Regions from separate parts of the Sus scrofa genome. Here region 1 is linked to region 2. Evidence: chromatin contacts called from public HiChIP or PLAC-seq data. All regions are on one chromosome and are shown on one strand. Each heading gives the region's core, a stretch centred on a gene start, on an enhancer-like site or on the middle of the called end of the contact. The rest is flanking DNA. Distances are from core to core; before and after follow the strand shown. Region 1 holds the start of SNAPIN (SNAP associated protein). Region 2 holds the start of HAX1 (HCLS1-associated protein X-1).

What was found. HiChIP or PLAC-seq counts read pairs in DNA pulled down with a chosen protein or histone mark.
Region 1: an H3K27ac HiChIP or PLAC-seq map of alveolar macrophages shows a contact between it and region 2. The contact joins the promoter of SNAPIN here to the promoter of HAX1 in region 2. A contact is called at or near these places in 1 of 5 promoter capture datasets (fetal liver), 2 of 47 Hi-C or Micro-C datasets (embryonic fibroblasts and heart right ventricle) and 1 of 2 datasets of contacts at active chromatin or transcription factors (alveolar macrophages).

Annotation. Positions count from the first base shown.
Region 1 is chr4:95,987,368-95,991,375 of Sscrofa11.1, reverse strand. SNAPIN (SNAP associated protein) reads left to right here and starts at 1,899. Exons shown (of 4, transcript NM_001243486.1): 1 at 1,899-2,051; 2 at 2,310-2,356; 3 at 2,555-2,673; 4 at 3,221-3,852. The coding sequence starts at 1,909. The coding sequence ends at 3,322. ILF2 (interleukin enhancer-binding factor 2) reads right to left here. Exons shown (of 14, transcript XM_005663409.3): 14 at 3,808-4,008.
Region 2 is chr4:95,468,817-95,472,994 of Sscrofa11.1, reverse strand. HAX1 (HCLS1-associated protein X-1) reads left to right here and starts at 2,023. Exons shown (of 6, transcript XM_021089792.1): 1 at 2,023-2,868; 2 at 3,378-3,996. The coding sequence starts at 2,816. It overlaps UBAP2L (ubiquitin-associated protein 2-like), which reads left to right. Exons shown (of 27, transcript XM_021089781.1): 27 at 1,554-1,873. The coding sequence ends at 1,592.

The DNA of each region.
Region 1 (4,008 bases), core at 650-3,149, 520 kb before region 2:
ACTTAAACACCTTTTCTTTATTCGTGAGGATGAAGCTGTCAACCAAAATATTAATCAATGGTCAATCTAAGAAATAAATGAAAAATTTTTTCAAACCAACCTGAAGACTATAAACTGGGAGACAGTCTTTCCTAAATCTCTGAGGACTGTTCCAAAGCTCTAAGAGGAGAAGCTAGGGCTGATGTGGTTTTGACAAAGAGACTTGGGCAATCAAGCCTACATCACGGTGGCAGGTTTACTGGCATTCTCCAGCAATAGACACCTTAGTCAGTGGTTCTAGTGATTTCTTTTTGTTTGTTTGTTTTTTGTCTTTTTGCTTTTTCTAGGGCCGCTCCCTCGGCATATGGAGGTTCCCAGGCTAGGGGTCTAGTCAGAGTTGTAGCCACTGGCCTACGCCACAGCCACAGCAACACCAGATCCGAGCCGCGTCTGCAACCTACACCACAGCTCATGGCAACACCAGATCCTTAACCCACTGAGCAAGGCCAGGGATCGAATCTGCAACCTCATGGTTCCTAGTCAGATTCGTTAACCACTGCGCCATGATGGGAACTCCGGTCCTAGTGATTTCTAAGTATGGGAAGATGCAAGGAAGAGTTTCATAAAATTTTCTTCTGAGGGTCATTCTGCCAGTTTTCCCAGAGCACAAAGTGCCTCATCCTGTTCCTAAACTCCTTTCAGGGTGTACTCTAGGTCACTGACTGCAGTGGCTAATGACTTGATTCTTAAAGAACTGGAGAGTGGGCATTATTATTTATTTAGTTTTTTTGGCTGCAGTGTGCAGCAAATTGGTGTGGGATCTCAGTTCCAGAGCAGGGATCGAAACTGGGCCACACCAGTGAAAGCACTAGTCCTAAGCACTAGGCCACAAGGGAACTCCCAACATTACTTTTTTGGCCATACCCACAGCATGTGGAATTTCCTGAGGTGGACTGAACTGCGCCACAGCAGCAACCCAAGCACCTGCAGTGATAACGCCAGATCCTTAATCCACTGTGCCACAAAAGAACTCAGTCTAGAGTTAAACTATTACAATCATTGATCTTACATATATATATGTACACACACACACACACACACATATATATATATACACACACACACATATCCATATGCCAGGGGGGTGGCCCTAAAAAAAGCATAAATCAATAAAAACAAAAGCTATTAAAAAATAATATTCATATGCAGTTTTCTTTCTTTGTTGTCTTTTTAGGGCCGCCCCCATGGCATATAGAAGTTCCCAGGCTAGGGCTCAAATCAGAGCTACAGCTGCTGGCCTACCCCATAGCAACACCAAATCCAAGCCATGTCTGTGACCTATACCACAGCTCACGGGCGACACGGGGCTCCTTAACCCACTGAATGAGGCCAGGGACAGAACACGCATCCTCAAGGATACTGGTCAGATTGGTTACCGCTGAACCACGACAGGAACTCCTCACATGCAGTTTTGTACATATTTTAGTGCTGTTAAAAAAATACACTAAATTCAGACATTTACTATGACCTCATTAATAACATGGGAACGCTATGGACAACTGAGGATATAAGCATTTATCCTTGACTTTTGGAGAAAACAAAAATTACCACCCCGCCAAAAACGGTTCCTGCCCTACTCCTTCCCCACTCCCATCTTCACTGCCATCCTGTTCAAATCTGCCACTGAAGCATCATAGGCACCTTTAGAACCCGCCCCCCTTCAAGGCCTATAAAGAACTACAACTCCCCGGAGCTTGAAGGTCGGAGCCTTTCTCCCCGCCGCCCCAGTCCCGGAGACTGCATTTCCCAGAAACCCCTGTGACTGGGTCGGAGCCGGCACTTCCCGGGAGCCCCCTGGCGGCGCACTTTGACGGGGCTTCAGTTCCCGGCGGCCCTCGCGGCAGGTTCCGGGAGTAAGGGCAGTTCGTGATGGCGGGGGCTGGTTCCGCCGCTGTGTCCGGGGCCGGGACCCCAGTGGCGGGGCCTGCAGGCCGCGACCTCTTCGCCGAGGGGCTCCTCGAGTTCCTGCGACCCGCTGTGCAGCAGCTCGACTCTCACGTCCACGCTGTCAGGTGCAGGAGAGGGGAGGTCGGGGCGATGACGCTCCTCCGTTTGGCTCTGTAGGGGCGGGGCTAAGACAGGGCGGAGACTCTTCAAGCGCAGCCTGGAGTTCAGGTGGGAGTAAGGATAAATTGGTTAACTGATTGGGGCAGGGCAGAACTGCGGAAGACCGGCAGGTGGAGAGAGAGGCGGGCTTCTCTTAGCATTCGAGGAACCCGGGAGTGGGTTTCGTAAGTTCCAGTAACTGAAGGCCTTGTACCCCTTTGCAGAGAGAGCCAAGTAGAGCTCCGGGAACAAATTGACAACCTAGCTACCGGTAAGCATCCCTGCATACCCGGGGTACTACAGCTCTTCAGGAATTTTGCCAACCTCTTTGCTGCCAGTGGACTTTGTTAAGTTTCTCTTGACTGTTCTGATGTGAACAAGTGTTTTCCAAAGCATTTACTAGCTCACTAGCCCCAGGAGCAAGAAACGGGCCATTACGTGTTTAGTTGCGCTTTCCTTCCATCCCCAGAGCTGTGCCGCATAAATGAGGATCAGAAAGTGGCTCTGGATCTCGACCCCTATGTAAAGAAGCTCCTTAATGCTCGGCGACGAGTCGTCTTGGTCAATAACATCCTACAGAATGCCCAGGTAAAGGAATTTCCTGCCAACAGTGATTCCTTGTTCTGCTTTTTAAGTTCTCAGAGTATTCTCCTCCAGTTTTTTTTTTTTTTTTTTTTTTTTTTTGCCTTTTAGGGCTGGACCTGTGGCATATGTAAGTTCCCAGGCTAGAGGTTGAATTGGAGCTATAGCTGCTGGCTTACATCACAGCTCATGGCCAGATCCTTAATCCACTGAGCAAGGCCAGGATCCAACCTTTATTCTCATGGATACTAGCTGGGTTCATAACCTGCTGAGCCACAAAAGGAACTCCTCTTCTCCAGGGGTATCATGAAATGCTTAACACAGTTCACCATAATTTTTAGTCTTTGGGGAAAGGGAGTTGCCAGCTAATGTCAGCCATAATAGAACTTACTGTATTTATTCTCAGTACCCAGTTGCTGTCATTTATGTTCTTACATACATATACATTAGACTTACATCGAGATGAAGCAAGCCTAAGATATTTTCCAGCACCTTAATAGTGAACTCTAAATCTTTCCAGAATAGTTATTTGATCCAAAATATTGTTTTGTAGGAACGGCTGAGGCGGCTAAACCACAGTGTTGCCAAGGAAACAGCCCGAAGGAGGGCAATGCTGGATTCAGGCGTTTATCCTCCTGGTTCCCCAAGCAAGTAACAGGCCAAAAGGTGGGGCCCATGGCCACAGAACAGCACAAATACTATTCTCTGGCTGCCTGTTTCCTCCAGGACTCCCTGTAGGTGTTGGGACATCAAAAAGGCAGCCCTCTGGCTTGCATTTGAAGCACTTAAAGTCTTACCCATTTTTGTGGGGCCCAAAGAAACCCATGTGTGGCAGGACTCAGGATCCCAAAGGATTTATTATGGCTCTTGCTTCCAAGAATGAGCTGAGGCTTCTACACATTTTTTTTCCCCAGCTACATACTCATCAGGCCCACCTCTTCTACCATCTTCAAGCCTCATTAACAATGGAGAGGCTTCCTCTGCTACACGCCAGGTTATTGGGGCGCCTGCAGTATCCTCTACGTGGGACTTCCAATTTTCCTTTGTTTGCACTGAGGATTTAGAGAAAAGGGTAGGCAAAGTCAAGGTGAATGACCCATCTACCCTCTTCTGTTGACCACATCGGCTAGACTACTACTGTAGCAGTTACTAGAACCATTTAATTCAATAAATGCTTAAACAGTGTTCCAGTTTACTCTGGTATATGAAAAGGTTCCAAGAGTCTTCTACTTTAATTCAAATACAGCTTTCAAATTGAGATCTAATGTTCACAATGAAAAGACTGAAGTATCATTTTCAATGAAGAGTACAGAAAGCAAGAGACGGCCAGATACCAAGGAA
Region 2 (4,178 bases), core at 774-3,273:
GATTCTCTGTTGCCAGCGCCAGCAGGAGGAGCAGGTAATGAAACTGAATGATGATATGCTTGAACCCACTCCTTTTCAGTCCCCATTTCACCTCCACAGTTCAGGGAACTTGAAGAGAAAAGATTTCATGGTCACAAATCGGGACACACAAACACAAACACCTTGCTGAGCTCTCTGGCCTCCCGTTCCTCTCTTGTCCTCCCCTCCTCAGTGCCTTCTATTTCTTTCTACCCTTCCCTGACTCTTGAAACACTTGGTTACTGGAATGGAAAGGATTCTTGGGGCAGCATCTGGAGCCTGGGGCCTCAGACTGTGACTTTTGCCTTATCTGAAATGGGCTCTCGATGTGATGTGGGGGTGGGGGTGGGGAGCCATGGGGTGATGCAAGTGACCTCTCCTCCTCTTGTCATGGGGGCTGTGGAGATGGAGTAAGGGCTTCCTTGCTCCCAAAGCTAGCTCTCCAAATTGAAAAGATCAATGAAAGCGAAATTGCCTTGTGATCACTCATCTCCAAGAGGCCATAATTCTCTCTAGAGAGTAGCCTTTCTTTGGAGCAGGGGAGGATGGATTTGGGGGCGTGGGGAGAAGGTGGAATTGAAAATGAGTAGAACGGATTCACTATCTTGTCTCTAAAAGTATCCTGCCCTCTTTTCATCTTTCCCTTATTTGAAGTTTGAAAGTGCTTTTTTATTTGCCAGAGGTGCTCTAGCTGCTGTATAAATCAAATTTCCTATGGTTGCAAAAGGATAAGCTTCAGAGTAGCTCTAAGCAAGGGGAATGGGAGAGTAAAACAATTTCCAAATCTCCACCTGAAGATGTCACAAATTTGTCCCACTAACTAGACTTTTCCTCCCCATTCATCCTCCCATTCCCCTGCAGACGGGCAGCGGGCAACGTAGCCAGACCAGCTCCATCCCGCAGAAGCCCCAGACCAACAAGTCTGCCTACAACAGCTACAGCTGGGGGGCCAACTGAGGCCCTGACCCTCTTCTCCCGGTCCCATCTTCTGAGAGGGCTTCTCAGCCTGGCAACTATGGAAACAGCATCAAAGAGAGAAAGGAATGTGGGGGGGTTCCGCTGCCCCCCACACCCAGCGGCCCACCCCATGCCTCAGCTTCATGTCTGTCCCATTCCCATACCATCCCCACTCTGTTGTATGTATTATAGGATTTGTATTTTCTTCTTTTTTTTTTTTTTCCTTTCCTCTCCTCCTCCCCTCTTGCATTCAAGATTATGAAACTTTGCTGTGGGCCCTGCCCTTCCTTCTCCTCCTCCTGTTCACCCTGGTGGTGTGGGTGAGGTGGGGAGGGGGGACCCCCAAATATATATCAGCCCAACAGCCCTAAGTCTCCTCCTTTATTATTAGGAAACAAAACAACAACAACAAAAAATGGTGTCATGAACATGAACAGCATTGTCAGATGAATTAGTTGAAGTGTTTTTTTTTTTTTTTTTTTTTGTACTGTGTCTTCAAATTTAATGGATTAATGTGTCTTGTATATATAAAAAGAAAACCTCTACCTTCAGCCTCTGCCCATTCTTGCTCCGTCTAGGATATCCTCAGTCTCGTCGATGACCAGCTTGGTGAATAAGTATTACTGTACCAACTGGGCCTTCTCTAGCAGGCCCCGAAGGCAGTGGAATAAAATGAAATCTTCGCCCTTTAAGAACTCCGACCTTAATGTGCTAGTATCTTGCCCCTGAGGGGGTTCCCTTCCGTTCTCCCCTAAGAATTTCACGGCGTGGCCTGGAAAGAATCACTGCAAATCTTCATTTTCTCCAGATCTACAGCAGATTTTAGGCGGTGAAGGGAGTGGAATGGATAGCAGATACTGGGTGGAACGGAAGAGGATTAAATGAAAACTGAAAGAAATGGCTTTGCAGAATCAGTTTAATTAAGATGGGTCCAGGCAAATGAACTGGAAAGAAATGAGGGCAACATGCACTGTTGTTGGCCAGCAAATCTGAAGCAGTAGTTCTTGACGCTTGAGTGCTTTCATTTCACATAACTAATACCCAGCCCCTGAAAAGAAGTCTAGAGTCAGGCCAGGGTTAGGATGGGGGTGGGGTACAGGGAGGCAGAGGCTTTGAAAGTCAAATGATAGGAAAAAGATACTAAAAGCCCCCAATTTTTCCCTCCCAAGAGTTCCCTTGCTCTCTTATGAAGTCTTTAACCTGCTGGTTGCAGAGCTTGCCTGGAAGAATTAGAGGAATTCTTAACAGCTGGAGAGAGAAGTCCTTGCGTTCCCTGAGTCTTTTTCTTTTACTCAACTCTGGGGAAGTCACTACATTAGAAGGAGCTTGATGCAACGTTTTGTCCATCCCTCTGGTATCAGACTTAATTGGCTCAGTCAGGAAACAAAACCGAGGCGGGTCCAGGAGGAGTCCATGGGTGTAGTGAGCCGGCGGTGAGGGAGGGCCTTGGTCCAGTTCATTTGTGCGGATGGGCTGCCCTCTGGCGGCTGCCTCCGGTGCCATCCGGCGGCGTGAAACCCTTGAGACACCCTGTCGGACCGACCGCATTGGTCGGCAGAAGGAATTGGCTTAGGAGTCAGGTGACTGTTGGAAAACGAAAATTAAGTACACCCACTCCCTTCACAGGGAACAGGTGGGGTAAAAGAAAAAACCTTTCGAATTCGATAGGCCTGCCCCGCCCTCAACCACGCCCCGCTTACGGTCGTTTTACGACAGTGTCCGACCGATCGCAGGCTTGCTTTCAGGCAGCGTGGTCTGACGCTTCGCTCAATTTCCGACGGCGTAGCTTTGGTTTCTCCCCCCGGCTTTGGGGTTCGAAGGTTCGAGTCCCACGACGGGAATGAGCCTCTTTGATCTCTTTCGGGGATTTTTCGGCTTTTCTAGACCTCGGAGGTGAGAATGGGTCCGGGTCAGATAAGGGAGGGGGATCCGCTGAGGGAAGCTTGACCCCTGACACACTGTTTTTGGAAAAACATCCTTTTCCCCACTCATGCAACTCCTGCGGAGAGGGCAGAAGTCACAACATTGAGCACACACCCCGCGGCAGTAACCAAGGCAGTCGTTAAGAGGAGAAACAGGCGCTTAAACGTTTCTCCGTTCTGGGGTGATGCAGCAGGGGCCCAAGTGTGGGGAAGACAATGCAGCTCTGGGGAAGGGGTCAGTGAGCGAGCGGGACCTTGGGAGAGAGGGGAGGGGTTGGGGAACGCTGAAGAAAAGCTGAGGGGAAATGTTTGGGGGAGCCGCGAGGCGAGGACTGGCTTTGATAAAAACAAAACAGACACGATGGCCAGTTCTCTAACGCTCGCTTCAGCTTTCCAGTTTCCTACTCTTGTCCACCATTAGCTGGTTTTATAGATTAAGTAGTGCCGAAATCTTGGTGGCCAATCTGCATCCATCCCCAGCCACAGAGATCCCTTTTTTGGAGGGATGACTCGCGACGAAGATGAAGATGATGAAGAGGAAGAAGCCACATGGAGCCAGGGGAGCTCGAGGTTTGAAGGTCCCCAGCCTCCCGAGGAATTTGGCTTTGGCTTCAGCTTCAGCCCAGGAGGAGGAATGCGTTTCCACGATAATTTTGGCTTCGATGACTTAGTACGGGATTTCAATAGTATCTTCAGCGAGATGGGGGCCTGGACCTTGCCTTCCCGTCCTCCTGGTGTGTGGATGTCCCTGGGGGAGAACCTGTGGTTTCTGATGGGTCGATGGGTGAAAAAAAGGAGCCTACAGAGAGTAGTTGGGGGGTGGGAAGAGAGAAAATGGATGATTTCAAGATTTAAAAGAGCCCAAGATCTTTCCCTCCCACCTCCAGCATCCACCTGCCACCTTTCTGCAGAACTTCCAGGTCCTGAGATAGAGACACCTGGTGAGAGACGGCAGGAAGGACAGACACTTCGGGACTCAATGCTTAAGTATCCAGATAGTCACCAGCCCAGGATCTTTGGTGGGGGCCTGGAGAGTGATGCAAAAACTGAATCCCCCAAACCAGTACCAGACTGGGATTCCCAGAGACCTTTTCATAGGGTGAGTACATCTGGGCCTGCAGTGAGAGCCTGTGGAACAAAACTGCAAAGACTGGAATCCTTATTGGAATCTGACAGATTTGGGTTGGAATCCTAGACTCTCCACATAAGAGTATTTATCTGTTTTCTATATTAAGCTTTTTGTAGGATTTTCTTGGGGGGGGGTGAGAGGAATGGAAGTTC